Linked DNA regions of Mus musculus: all the other regions are linked to region 2. Evidence: chromatin contacts called from public HiChIP or PLAC-seq and capture Hi-C data. All regions are on one chromosome and are shown on one strand. Each heading gives the region's core, a stretch centred on a gene start, on an enhancer-like site or on the middle of the called end of the contact. The rest is flanking DNA. Distances are from core to core; before and after follow the strand shown.

Region 1 (4,099 bases), core at 1,010-3,509, 420 kb before region 2:
CTGCAGGATCCAGAAATTGAAGAAGATGAGGAAAGAGACTCCAGAGTCTCTGGGAGGAATGCAATCCTGCTATCACTTTGACTTTTATTATTCCAGAGACCGGGTTGGATAGCTGACCCTTGGAATATGTAGCAATTAGTCTATGGGTTTAGGTTGTTTGTGGTGGCAATTTGAAGTAGATCGGAGAACTGCTGTCGTGGGACTCTAATAAGTAAGCATAAGAGACTTCTAAGGGTACAGCATCAGCTTGACAGGTACACCCAGGACCTATCCTCTTTCGTCACTCCAATACCGGCCTGCTCTTTTAGTTCTTAGCATCAGCCCTCAGCATTTGCTGGGAGGAAATGAGGAGTTCTTGGCCTGCCAGGTAGCTGCTCATTCGTGTCCATAGTGTCTCCAGTGTGCAGATGGAAAACAAGGGTCCTGTTGTCTACTGCCGTGAAAGTTTTCAAGGCCAAAATACAGAGCTCCAACCTTAACTCTTTTCCAATGAGCATGGTCCTGAGATGCTAAAGTACCTTGTACTTCTTATTAGAAAATAACAATTCCTTGACCAGTGAACCTTTTTACTGGATTAAAAAGAGCTATAATGAAGTCTACTTCCATTGTTCACCTGGTATGCGAATTTGCAGGAAACCCTAAATGCCAACATTGAAACAATTTTCTATCCTTAGAAAAAAATATTCTTGGGGTTGGGGATTTAGCTCAGTGGTAGAGCACTTGCCTAGCGAGGGCAAGGCCCTGGATTCAGTCCTCAGCTCTGGGAAAAAAAAGAAAAAGAAAAAACATATTCTTGCCTTGTCTTATTGTATCCTGTTTTGACTTTTTTGGCTATTGACTTTTGAAGTCTTGCTCTTTTTCTAAGAGGAGGTGGAGGGAGGAATTGGATGAGGGCAGAGTAACACTGGAAAGTAGAGATATATTGTATAGAAAGAGAATCTGTTTTCAATTAAAAAATAACTTATTCTTGTGTTTACCTACGATAAAGAGGGATGGTGTTGTTTCAGTGACTGCATTGTGAACTGAAGAGATAAAGGGTGGCCTCTAATGCCAAAGCAGAACTTACTCCCCAAGTACATGACCAGTCAGCCATTTGAAATTTAAGATTTATTTTCTCTTAAGAGCAAGATGGTTAGTATGCTATAAACATTGCAATCATTTGCATTATAACAAAACATAGAAAACTTTGCATTTGTATGCCAAGGACCAGCATTGGCTTGAAGAGGGATTCTGAGAAGGTGTGTGTGTGTGTGTGTGTGTGTGTGTTCTGCTCTGCTCTAGACAGTTTTTTCTTGCTATTCTAAAATACTCTCTAGTTGAGAGAGCTAGCTTTCTGCTTGAGACCCCTCTCTCTGCTAGTAAGAATCCTAAAAGCTCCCTGGATAGTTCATGGGTTCTCTGACCAAATTTACAAAATATGCAAAAAAAAAAAAATCTCAAGTCTTCTGATGAAGTCAGAAATCCTGTTAGTAACGTTCTAAAAGTAACTCTTGGGTTTCCCGATCAAAATCAGAAAGCCAAAAGAATTCTAAGAGAACTTTATGCTCTCCAGACAGCCTTTTCTGGATAGCCACTAGAAAACCGTCTAAAAGAGCTGTGTTACCTCTCTATGTAATTACTGGGATTTCTGTTAGAAATTCTATTATAAAACTTCTAGAAGAGCAATGAAATTTTCTAGAAGGGCTGTGTTCACTCTCCATAGATTTTCCAAATAAAATGAGAACTCCTATCAGAAAAAAACATATTTTTAAAAACTTTATTTATTTTAGGTATGAGTACACTGTAGCTGTCTTCAGACACTCCAGACAAGGGCATCAGATCCCATTACAGACTGTTGTGAGCCACCATATGGTTGATGGGAATTGAACTCAGGACCTCTGGAAGAACAATCAGTGAGTGTTCTTAACTGCTGAGCCATCCCTCCAGCCCCTAGAAAAGATTCTTAAAGAGCTGTGTGTGCTCTCCAGAAATCTCTAGATAACTCAGGTCTCAATAGAAAAAAATTCTAAAACAGAACTGCTATAGCTTTTTGCTAGCTCATCACATACAAACCAAAAGCCCAGATTCTTATTTACCTATCAATTCAGCTATTTATTCTAGGTTTCCTCTGGACCATCCCATAAATCAGCATCCTGTGACTTTAACCCCTTGACTCTTAGGGAGAGACAGAAAGCATAAACACAGACAATAAGATAGTTGGGTGGGGCCTTCCTGTCTGTGCCTGTTGACCTTCAGCACAAACTCTGCAGTCAGTCCCACAGCACCCAGAGAATCCCCCGCTCCCAGGTGCTCTAGCAAGCCCAGGATCTTAGGATCAGGGATGAATAGGAGAACAGCTGTTCCAACACCACCAGGAATAATTGTGACCAGCAGGATCCAGGGATGCAGGAACCCTGCCTGACCAGTGGCTTGGGTTCCTTCTGGTCTGTGCCAGCTTACCTTGGGCACAAATTCTGCAGCCAGTCCCAACAGCACCCAGTGGAGGCTCAAGTCCCAGGCATTCTAACACAGTCAGGATCCCAGGATCCAGGATCCCAGGAGCTTGGTCACAACAGGATCTCAGGGTCCCAGAGGCAGCCTGACTCCCAGGAATTCTGACATAACCAAAATCTCAGGATCACAGGATCTCCGAATCAGAGGATCACAGAGACAACTGGACTATGAGGAGTTCTGACACAACCAGGATTACAGGAAGAACCGGCTCCAGTCAGATATCGAGAGCAGGTAGCACAAGAGATAGTCAGATGGTGGGAGGCAAGTATAAGAACAAAAGCAACAGAAACCAAGGTTACTTGGCGTCATCAGAATCCAATTCTCTGACCATAACAAGTCCTGGATATACCATCACACCAGAAAAGCAAGACTCAGATCTAAAATCACTTCTCATGACGATGACAGAGGACTTTTAAAAGGACATAAATGACTCCCTTAAAGAAATACAGGAGAAGCTGGGCAGTTGTGGCACACGCCTTTAATCCCAGCACTTGGGAGGCAGAGGCAGGCAGATTTCTGAGTGTGAGGCCAGCCTGGTTTGCAAAGTGAGTTCCAGAACAGCCAGGGCTACACAGAGAAACCCTGTCTCAAAAAATTAAGAAAGAAAGAAGGAAAGAAAGAAAGAAAGAAAGAAAGAAAGAAAGAAAGAGGGAGGGAGGGAGGGAGGGAGGGAGGGAGGGAGGGAGGGAGGAAGGAAGGAAGAAAGAAAGAAAGAAAGAAAGAAAGAAAGAAAGAAAGAAAGAAAGAAAGAGGAAAAAAAGAAAAGAAAAGAAAAGAAAAGAGAAGAGAAGAGAAGAAAAGAAAAGAAAAGAAAAGAAAAGAAAAGAAAAGAAAAGAAAAGAAAAGAAATTCAGGAGAACACAGGTAAACAGGTAGCACTCTTAAAGAGGAAACACAAAAATCTTTCAAAGGATTACAGGAAAACACAATGAAACAGGCGAAAGAAATGAACAAAACCATCCAAAATCGAAAAATATAAATAGAAACAATAAAGAAGTCACAAACAGAGACAACTTTGAAGTTAAAAAATCCAGAAAAGAGATCAGGAGATATAGATGCAAGCATCACCAACAGCATACAAGAGGTAGAAGAGAGACTCTCAGGTGCAGAAGATACCATAGAAAACATTGACACAACAGTCAAAGAAAATGCAAAAAATCAAAAAGCTCCTAATCCAAAACATCCAGCAAATCCAGGACACATTGAAAAAACAAAACCTAATGATAATAGAAGAGAGTGAAGATTCCCAACTTAAAGGGCGAGTAAATATCTTCAACAATATTATAGAAGAAAACTTTTCTAACATAAAGAGATGCCCATGAACATACAAGAAACCTACAGAACTCCAAATAGACTGGACCAGAAGAGAAATTCCTCCTGTCACATAATAATCAAAACAAAGAAAGAATATTAAAAGCAGTAAGGGAAAAAGGTCAAGTAACATATAAAGGCAGACCTATCAGCATTACACCAAAGACTATGAAAGCTAGAAGATCCTGAGCAGATGTCATACAGACCCTAAGAGAACATAAATGCCAGCCCAGATTTCTATACCCAACAAAACTCTCAATTACCATAGACAAAGAAACTAAGATATACCATGACA
Region 2 (4,417 bases), core at 1,179-3,678:
CGTCGAGCAAGCCATCCTTCAAAGCAGGTAGCGAGCGCATCACCTTTCTCCCTCCCGGGCCAAAGGGCGAAAAGCTTCAGGCTTCCCTTCTGGAACCGAATAGCTATAAATTAGTCGGTCTGTTTCTCTTCCCGGCTTGCCTGTTAGGATCTCATTAAGAGATCTCAGCTGTGAACCTTTCATCCCAGCACAGGGGAGGCAGAGGCAGGCAAATCTCTGTGAATTCAAGGCCAGGTGGGCCTAGAGGGTTCCATGCTAGGAAGGGTGATATAGCGAGCCTTTGTCTCCCCTCCCCCCACCATTGCCCCTCCTGCCCCTCCCAAAATTGAACCGGTCTTGACATGGACTTAGCACTTCCTGCAGCCTTCAGCAACACCTGCTTGGGCAGATGCATCTCCTGGTCCATCCATCCTTCCTCCCTCTGTCCCATCCCATCCCTGTCGGGCCATTATAGGCAGTACTTCATGGTTCTAAGAAGCAGACTGACTGCAGCTGCTGATGGAAGCTCTCAGACACACACTAACCCAGTTGCTGTAGCATTCAGACAGAGAAACGCAGTCAGTGTGAGCACAGGGCATTTGCACAGCCTCACTTGGGACAGATCAGCAGTACCCAGCCATGATCCTGACATGAACTGACAGAAGGCTGTGTGGCTGAGTATCATCTGCTGACTCATTTGGTGTCTGATTAGCGCCTTGTCAGGTTGTACCGAGAGAGACATTACAGACCCCGGATGCAGAGAGCTGACCTGGGGTCAGCAAACTGCAGCCTAGTATAATATCCTGCAGTTTTGTTTTGGTTTGTTTTCAGTTGGAGATACAGCTCAGTGGTAAAATGCTTGCTTAGCATTTTCAAGGTCTAAAGTACCATGCATACACTTGTGTACACACACACACATATACACCTGCACACACACAAATTACACTTAAGTATATATGCCTTTAGTTTTTAGCCCTGCTTCCAGCCTGTAGCTCAGCAAGGGTCATCACCCTCCATTTTCAGAGTTCTTCACCCGCCTCCTTCAGCGTTCTTCATAAATAATTTCCTTGGGACCCTGCCATGCTTGCTTGTGCTGTTTCTGGCAACTTTTAGACAACAGAAGCAGCACTGAGTAGTTTCAGCAGGGACCGCATGCTCTGAAAGCTGACAATAGCATCTGGCCCTTTACGGCCCTGCCTGTCACACCCTTGGTCTATCCTGACTCTGTTTAACAGTTGGAGAAGATCTGGAAGATGTTAAATAAATTACCTCCAGGCCATGGTGCAAACATGTGGAAGGCCCAGCATCCAGGGCTTTTCAGATCCTAGATGGGGGGGTCTCTTCTGTACATCTCCCGGGCACTGCTGTAGCCAAGTTCATTTGTCAGAGCTGAGCCATGTGGTCCCCTTAGCTGTGCAGCTTCCTCTCCCTGCATAGCTAACCATCTTCTTAGTCTCTCTCATTCTAGAGGATGTTCAGGAGAAGCCCGTCTCAGCAAGTGTTTAGAAAAGCCAACTCTTCTTTAAATAAACAGAGTCAGGCTGGACCCTCCCTGGGCTGCAGATTCCTTCCATTTGTGTGTATTAGCGTTGGCCCTGAGTGATGCCCTCTTGTCCTCTGTCCACAGCCCAATCATGGAAGCATTTGGCAATGCGAAGACAGTATACAACAACAACTCCAGTCGCTTCGGGAAGTTTGTTCAGCTGAACATCTGCCAGCAGGGAAACATTCAGGGAGGAAGAATTGTAGATTGTATCCTGTTTCGTTTCATGGCTGGCTTTGTATTTGGCCCTGACAGTGAGAACTTTGTTCTCTTACTGTAAGGGGCCCAAAAGAACGTGAAATACTTGTTTCTCTAGCTCAAGGGTTCTTTTCTCTTTAATATCATTGCATCTGGCCTGTTAGTTACTTTACAAGGTAAATGATCATTTTTCCTTTGGAAATGTCTCAGATTATGCCCATAGTCTAGATTCATCGCTTATTATCTGATTTCTGTTGCTATAATGTGATGTCTGACGGGATACTTGATAGGAAAAAAAAAGTATTTATCAAGTTTTGCCTTTTAAAAAAAAATAGCCGTAAACCAGAAAGTAGTGATACATACCTTTAGTCCCAGCACTTGGGAGGCAGAGGCAGACAGGTCTCTGTGTTTGAGGCTAGCCTAGTCTACAAAGTGAGTGCAAGAACAACCAGGGCTATACACAGAAATATAAACAAACAAACAAATAAAAAAATAAAGATTAAAGCAGCTTTATCTTAGGTCACCGTTTAGGCTAAGATATTAATAAGTCAAGTATTCTGGCTCTGGTACAAGCCATCTTGCTCCGTTGTAGCATGGTGGTTAGCGTCCTAGATGGCCGGCGGGGGCATGCCTGAGAGGTCACATGCCAAGAAGTTAGAGGAAGAGAGAACCTGACTGGGCGGACTCCACCCTTGACTGTCTCAAGAAACTGACATGCTTGTAAGATCAGCATTAGCATAACTATAGTAACAGTGACCTAGCCACCTTCTCTTGGGCCTCACCTTGTGTGAGGGCTCTTCCACATGGCCCCTTGGGGCTACATTTAAGCCATGTCTGCCCTGGAGCAGCACTAGAACCAAGCACTAGTGTTCAGTTGGGCACCATGACATTGGGCCTGGGTTTAGGTGACGTGGGCTTTGCTTGTTTGGTGTCATTTGGCACCAGTAGCAGCAACGCAGACAGATGAGTGAGCCACAACTCAAGCAACCAGGCCAGCACACTGCTCCCCACCCCCACCTCCATGCCACCAGTATCTGTTTTCTTCCTTGACCTTCCATTACTTCTCGAATGAAGATTTATTAGAAAAAGTAAGTACTCATGGCTCAGTTTTCCTATAATGACAGTTTTCAGAGATTGTTTTGTATTAAGTGATAAAAACATTTATATATATATATATAAATTTGGTTTCTCCTCACAGAACCGAGTAGTGAGGCAGAATCCCGGGGAGAGGAATTATCACATATTCTATGCACTGCTGGCAGGGCTGGACCAGGGAGAGCGAGGTGAGTGACGAACAGGTTCAGCAGAGACAGGGGGGTGGCAGCTTGTCTCCTGCTCAAAACACACTGTAGATGGCACCTCAGCAGTCCGTGATGTCCACCAGTTGCAGTAAAATGTGTGAGTGCAGCGGGTGTACCAGAGATGCCGGCTGAGGTCATCTGAGGATCACCCCAGCACAGGGGAAAAACTAGCAGCAGAGAAACCTCAAACTATTTGTAATCTTAGTACACTTTGAATGTAACGGATATTTGTGAGACATATATAATGTAATGCAAGCAGCTTTATTTCTGTGTGTGTGTGTGCACATGTTTATCTGTGTTTTCTCTGTACATACACATGTGTCTGTATTTTTGTATGCACGCATGTAAACTAGTGAGTTCCCATGTTTGTGCATAGAGGCCAGAAGGTGATGTCAGAGGCACCCCCATTGCTCTCTGCATTACCTTTGGAGCCAGGATCTCTCACTGAACCTGGACCTTGCCATTGAGTCTGTGCTGGTTGGCCAGCGAGCCTGGCGTTACAAACTCACTACCCCATATGATATATTCTTTTAATCATTTATTTTTGCTTCATGTGCACTGGTGTTTGAGGGACTCAGATTCCTTGGAACGGCAGCTGCAGAGGGTTGGGAGCCGCCACGTGGTTGCTGGGAATTGAACTCACGTCCTAGGGAAGAGCAGCCAGTACTCTTAACCACTGAGCCATCTCCCTAGGCAAAGGTTATACTTTTAAAACACACCTAGGTGACAGTCATTTCTAAGTGTGTGCTTATTTTCCTTTATTGTCCTACTAGAGGATAGCCTGAGAGCTTCTGTGTCCTAAGCGAGCCCTCCCACTTAACCATCCCTAACCGAAATGCTTGGCTTTTAGAAGAAAACAATAAAGCAAGAGTCTCGTTAATGGGTTCTCTATGGTTCTGCTTACTTTAATGAAGTTTTTATTTCCCTGGGATTTCTAAAAAGTAGCTCTACCAGCATCTTAGTGTGTGGTCATTTGGGATATAGACTTGGGTGTGTGCTCTAGTTATTAAAACCAGAATAGAGTCTTCAGTGTACTCAGGTAAATTACAGTGATGTCTTCTGAATTTTGTCAGCTATACCAGCCGGGCACTGATGTCGCATCTTTCTTTGTCTTTCTGTAGAAGAATTTTATTTATCTTTGCCAGAAAACTACCATTACTTGAATCAGTCTGGGTGTACGGAAGACAAGACGATCAGCGACCAGGAATCCTTCAGACAAGTTATCGTAAGTTCAGTTTTAAAAATGTTCTCCTGATAAGAGTAGGAGTTTCATTTTTGCTCTTAAAAAAAAGGGTTGTTTTTTTTTTTTTTTTTTTTTTTTTTTTTTTTGGTAAGGAAAACAGAAATAACTACGTTTGAAAGAACACATAAGAACAGTTATTTCTTTTCCTGTAAG
Region 3 (4,509 bases), core at 1,765-4,264, 350 kb before region 2:
AGAACCATTTAAATATATAAGGTCAGTTTTCAATAATCTAAGAGGAACAAAAAAGATCCATTTCCTGAATATAAAATACACTTGCGGAAAAACAAGGCAACTCTCGTGAATGTAGGAACTATCACTCTACAGCCACTTCCTCTCCCATCTCTTCCAGAATGGTCCATAGAGCAGACATTGTGTGCACAGCCTGGGGAACACATGACCCATGCAAATAGAGCCCTTCTGTTTTCTCAAGTTGTTTCACAGGACGCTAACTCTGAAAGCTTCCTCACATATAGAAGCATGTTGTATCGACCAACAGCTTCCTCCCAGGAAATCGACAGCAGTGAATAGGATCACCTGGGTAGCCCAGCAGACACCCTTCCTTCTCTGAGCATCTCATGGCTCTTCCGGTCCTAACCACAGACTCCAGGAACCACAAAGCAACATAGGGCGACCATCTCATATATAACCAGGGTGATTCTCTCTGGGTGGGGCAGGGAAAGGGGTTGACAGTATCTTGAATTCTATGAAGAGAAGAGAAAAAGAAATCCCTCCAAAGAAATGAATGCTAAGATTACAGCATAAACGTTTTCTGAGAGCATTCTCATTCCTTCCATAGGTCTAAGGCTTAACACACAAAATACCTTTGACCTTGGAAGACACTGTCTTACATTTTGATTCTAACTGAGCTCAGAAGCCTGGGGAATTATTTTCTCAGGAAAAATATTTAGTTCATTTCTAAATACCCACGGCCTCTCTAATAGACTCGGGAATGATGGAATTGTCTAAGAAATTCTTATCCACTGAACTTTTTTTCTTTTTAATGAAAGGCTATTATTTCTATATTTACTAAAGTAGAAAAGCCACTGACAGTCAGAAAGGGGCAGCACTTTAGGGCTGAGAACACAACTCAAGTGGTACAGAATATTCCAGGACCCGCTGTGTGAGGTGGTAACAAGCCAATCATCGCAGCACTCGGGGTTTAGAATCCAAGGCCAGCCTGGGATGGAGAAGCCCGTGCCTAACACAAAAATGTTTTTTCAAACGTTTTGAAAGGACAACATTTTGTAAGATTTTGTTGGACCTGTAAAAGCAGAGGATCTAGAAGAGCAGTTGTGGCTTTTAAAGCTACTGGCCTTGCTTGGAGAAGAGCAAAGTCATAGTGACCTGAAGCATGGTTAGGCCACAGCTTCTTTATTTGCACATGAAAGCCAACAGGGGAGAAAGTCTTCCAGAGAATGGCAAAGAGCTGCTCATTCTAAGAGAAGCCAAGCCTCTAACCCTCCTGATGCCATCTTTGGAGGATGCTCTGCTCCGCACGCAATCCACTCTCATATTTATACCTTACAGACACTAAAGTCACAGACAGGAGCAAAAGCATGCAGCAGCGGAGAGTTGAAGCCTTGGCTTCATTTTTAACAAAAGCAAAGGCCACAGTGTTGGGAACCAGGAGATCCAGCAGGGCCTTGCCTTCATTTCTAGTCACCTTGGCCATTGATACATTGCTTTGGTGAATGGAAACAATGTGACCCAGTTCCAGGAGTAAAGAACAGTGACTGTATCCATTCCAATGAGGTCCCTCAACCTCTCCCAGTAGTAACCCCCTACAATGCATGGCAGGCCTATTATCTGGACCTTTTTTTGGGTTTCATCAAGAGAAATGCAACAGGATTGAGGGCCTAGCTCAGCAGCTAAGTGTACATGCTGACCAAGCACGAGGACCTAAGTTCAAATCCCCAGATCCCACCTGGAAAGCTGAGAATGGTTATACATGTGACTGTAATCCCTGCTCATCGGGGAGAGAAACAGGAGGATTTCTGGGGAGTGGTGGAGTAGTGACATCTTCCACTGATCTCTTTGCAGGCACAGGAGTTTGTACATCTGCACAGGAATGAGTGTATACATCAGGTAAGTTCTCTCATACACCAGGTACGTTCTCTCGTTCTCTCTCTCTCTCTCTCTCTCTCTCTCACACACACACACACACAGAGAGAGAGAGAGAGACACAAATACAAGAGTTTCACAGCTTTACAAACAAAAGACCTACATTCTTATAACATGTGACACTTCATAGCCCCATGTCCTAGGACAGTATCTGACCCACATGGAAGCCACCATGGAACTTGTTGTGTGGTTTCCTGATACACTGTGAGTTTCCTGGAGCTGTGGTTCCCATGTGGTTTCTCTGATTTTTGATGGAAAACACATCCAGTGGTGTGTCGGCATGTCGATGAGGGAGAGTGGGAGAACTAGGGGTTAAATCCAGCAGTGAGGAGCAGAACGGGAGCGGTATTCACTTTAACAAGCCGTCAGCCCTTTGAAAAAGGTCTAAAGAACGCTATGCAGTGAAGCTTCCTCGAAGGCCCTTGGACTAACTTGGGTCACCCAGCAGACCCCAACCTGACAGCATGCAAACCGACAGCGCTTACACGTGGATGTCTTCTGGTGTTTGCATGCTAGGCATGTGGATGAGCAATGCCCTTTTCATTTTAGCAGAGTTCCTTGGTCCTATTTCCACATCATAGTTTTTAGAGTGACTGAAGAACAGAAGCCCCAATCGGAGCACAGCCCTTCTTCAGGAGATGCCCAAGTGCATTAGGAGGCAAATCCAGGGCATTAGCTAACACACACCATGATATGCCCAATTCTATTTCTCATAACATGCTTTATCTTAATTCTACGCCATGGGTTAATACAGCTTTGTGACTTAATAAAGCTCGTTGCTGTGCACTAACCAGCACACACTAATAGCACAAGGACAAGAAAATGGCTTTAAAACGTCCATGTGACCCAAAGGCTACTAGGTATGTCTGTTACTTCGCAGGCTATCTACATTTGTGTCTTCTTTCTCTGCACTAATAACATCTAAGCACTTCTTACATAAAACAGCTGCCAAACACTGCAAAGTTCCTATTTTGAAAATGCAAATTTGGATTAGTTAGCCACTTTAACTAGCATCAGCAGAATAGAGTCCTTAAGTGTGACAGCAAACATTATTATGCAGACGACTCCATATCTGCAGGAAGACCCAGTGAGAATATGCAGCAGCCGGTTCTGAGACTAGAGCGTTATTTCTGGGTTGATTTCAAGATCATCATGTGGCACACACAGAAGTAATCTTCTGATTGGGTTTCTATCTTATAATCAGTAGAAAATATGTCTGCCAAGGAAGGCTGCTAGGTACCAACTCTCCTTTCTTGACAAAGTTTGGTATGATAACTTCGGTATGATAACTACATCCTGGGACAAGAAACTGTCAATTCCATTAACTTAGAGCTGCAAAGCTAAGCAGTTTTAGATACCAGAAAACCAACTACTGACATTTTTTAAATCAATATAAAGTTACAGTGGGCTCGTGAGTTACATCTGCTTACACATTTATCACAAGTTGGATTTACAACCACTCGGAATGGAAGAATCTAAGCTATTTGTCAAAGCTAGTTGGGACTGGGTGTGGTGCTGGTGTATGCATACCTATGATTCCTACACTGGAGCAGCTGAGGCAGGAGGATTGAAAACTCAAGGACAATCTAGGCCACACAACAAGGATTTCTTTTACAAACACTTCAAACCACACACACACACAAGCTGAAACACGCTGAGAGGGAGTCTCCCTTACCTTAAAGAAAGAATTAACAGAGAATAAAGAAGCAAAGGGTGGTTTTATAAGTATAAATAGAGAAAGTGTCTAAAATGGTTTGTCAGGCCTACTAATTTCCATTTGGAAGAAATGATTGGTTCCTTTATTCTAAATGGTCAAATTTTTTATTCCAAAAGAGAGAAACGAGGTAAAGACAATGTAGCCTTTGTGTCTGGGGGATTCTTAGCAGTACGTGTTCCCACACAGTGATTTGCTGTCAAGTTTCTTCAATGCCTGATGAGAATCTCCATTATTAAACTTACTGTTTGTCACTGTCTGGTTCAGTCAAAGCTTTTATTCAGCAATTCTAACATCACTACCATTTCGGGATGGCAATGTTCTCCATGGAGAGAGAACCGCATTAAGAGTTGTCAACCCAGCTTAAGTTCCCAAGGCAAAGTTTTAAAATATCATGAGTAAAAACTGAGAGAACGCATTTTTTTAAGACAATATTTTCCCTTGTTACAATAAAATGGGCTCAGTATTATGAAAACATATTGGAAGGGATTATTCGAAAGGGAGAGAGGGAGGGAGGGAGGGAGGGAGGGAGGGAGGGAGGGAGGGAGGGAAGAAGGGGTAGAAGAAAGAAAAAGGCAAAAGGTATATCCCCACATGCAAATGCATACACTCACTCTCCTATGACCCAAATTTTCTGAACAGTTGACTAAGATGAATTTTGTCTTCAAAAGTTCAGTAATGTACAAGAACACAGAAAGCTTTTCCAGCACAAAGAAAGAACAGTGGATCTTGAGTGACCTCCCTGTTCTAACTCACCCATCCCAGGCCAGTCCTACAGAAGCATACTCAGAGTATATCTCTAGGGATGAGACAGAGAGACGGAGACGGAGACAGAGACAGAGACAGAGAGAGAGAGACAGAGAGAG

What was found. HiChIP or PLAC-seq counts read pairs in DNA pulled down with a chosen protein or histone mark. Capture Hi-C pulls out chosen DNA fragments and counts their contacts.
Region 1: an H3K27ac HiChIP or PLAC-seq map of embryonic stem cells shows a contact between it and region 2, with 2.7 times the contacts expected there. The contact joins two enhancer-like sites. A contact is called at or near these places in 1 of 484 Hi-C or Micro-C datasets (cerebellum) and 3 of 115 datasets of contacts at active chromatin or transcription factors (astrocytes and embryonic stem cells).
Region 3: a contact with region 2 is called in a capture Hi-C map of embryonic stem cells, with 2.2 times the contacts expected there. The contact joins two enhancer-like sites. A contact is called at or near these places in 2 of 484 Hi-C or Micro-C datasets (cortical neurons and embryonic fibroblasts), 1 of 115 datasets of contacts at active chromatin or transcription factors (stem cell-derived neural progenitor cells) and 1 of 9 other capture datasets (embryonic stem cells).

The regions. Positions count from the first base shown.
Region 1 is chr15:25,303,747-25,307,845 of GRCm38.p6, forward strand. No RefSeq gene overlaps it. Among named protein-coding and RNA genes, the nearest start is that of 4930445E18Rik, 14 kb to the left of the region's middle. Within about 2 kb of position 2,260, at least 5 of the 459 cell types and tissues checked have an H3K27ac peak or open chromatin away from gene starts, as enhancers often do. A contact at or near this core is called in embryonic stem cells, where this site is marked.
Region 2 is chr15:25,722,278-25,726,694 of GRCm38.p6, forward strand. Myo10 (myosin X) reads left to right here. Exons shown (of 41, transcript NM_019472.2): 5 at 1-27; 6 at 1,607-1,731; 7 at 2,795-2,808; 8 at 2,919-3,003; 9 at 4,143-4,246. Among named protein-coding and RNA genes, the nearest start is that of Myo10, 100 kb to the left of the region's middle. Within about 2 kb of position 2,429, at least 27 of the 459 cell types and tissues checked have an H3K27ac peak or open chromatin away from gene starts, as enhancers often do. A contact at or near this core is called in embryonic stem cells, where this site is marked.
Region 3 is chr15:25,370,222-25,374,730 of GRCm38.p6, forward strand. The region is part of intron 1 of Basp1 (brain abundant, membrane attached signal protein 1); the gene reads right to left. Among named protein-coding and RNA genes, the nearest start is that of Gm36555, 40 kb to the left of the region's middle. Within about 2 kb of position 3,015, at least 13 of the 459 cell types and tissues checked have an H3K27ac peak or open chromatin away from gene starts, as enhancers often do. A contact at or near this core is called in embryonic stem cells, where this site is marked.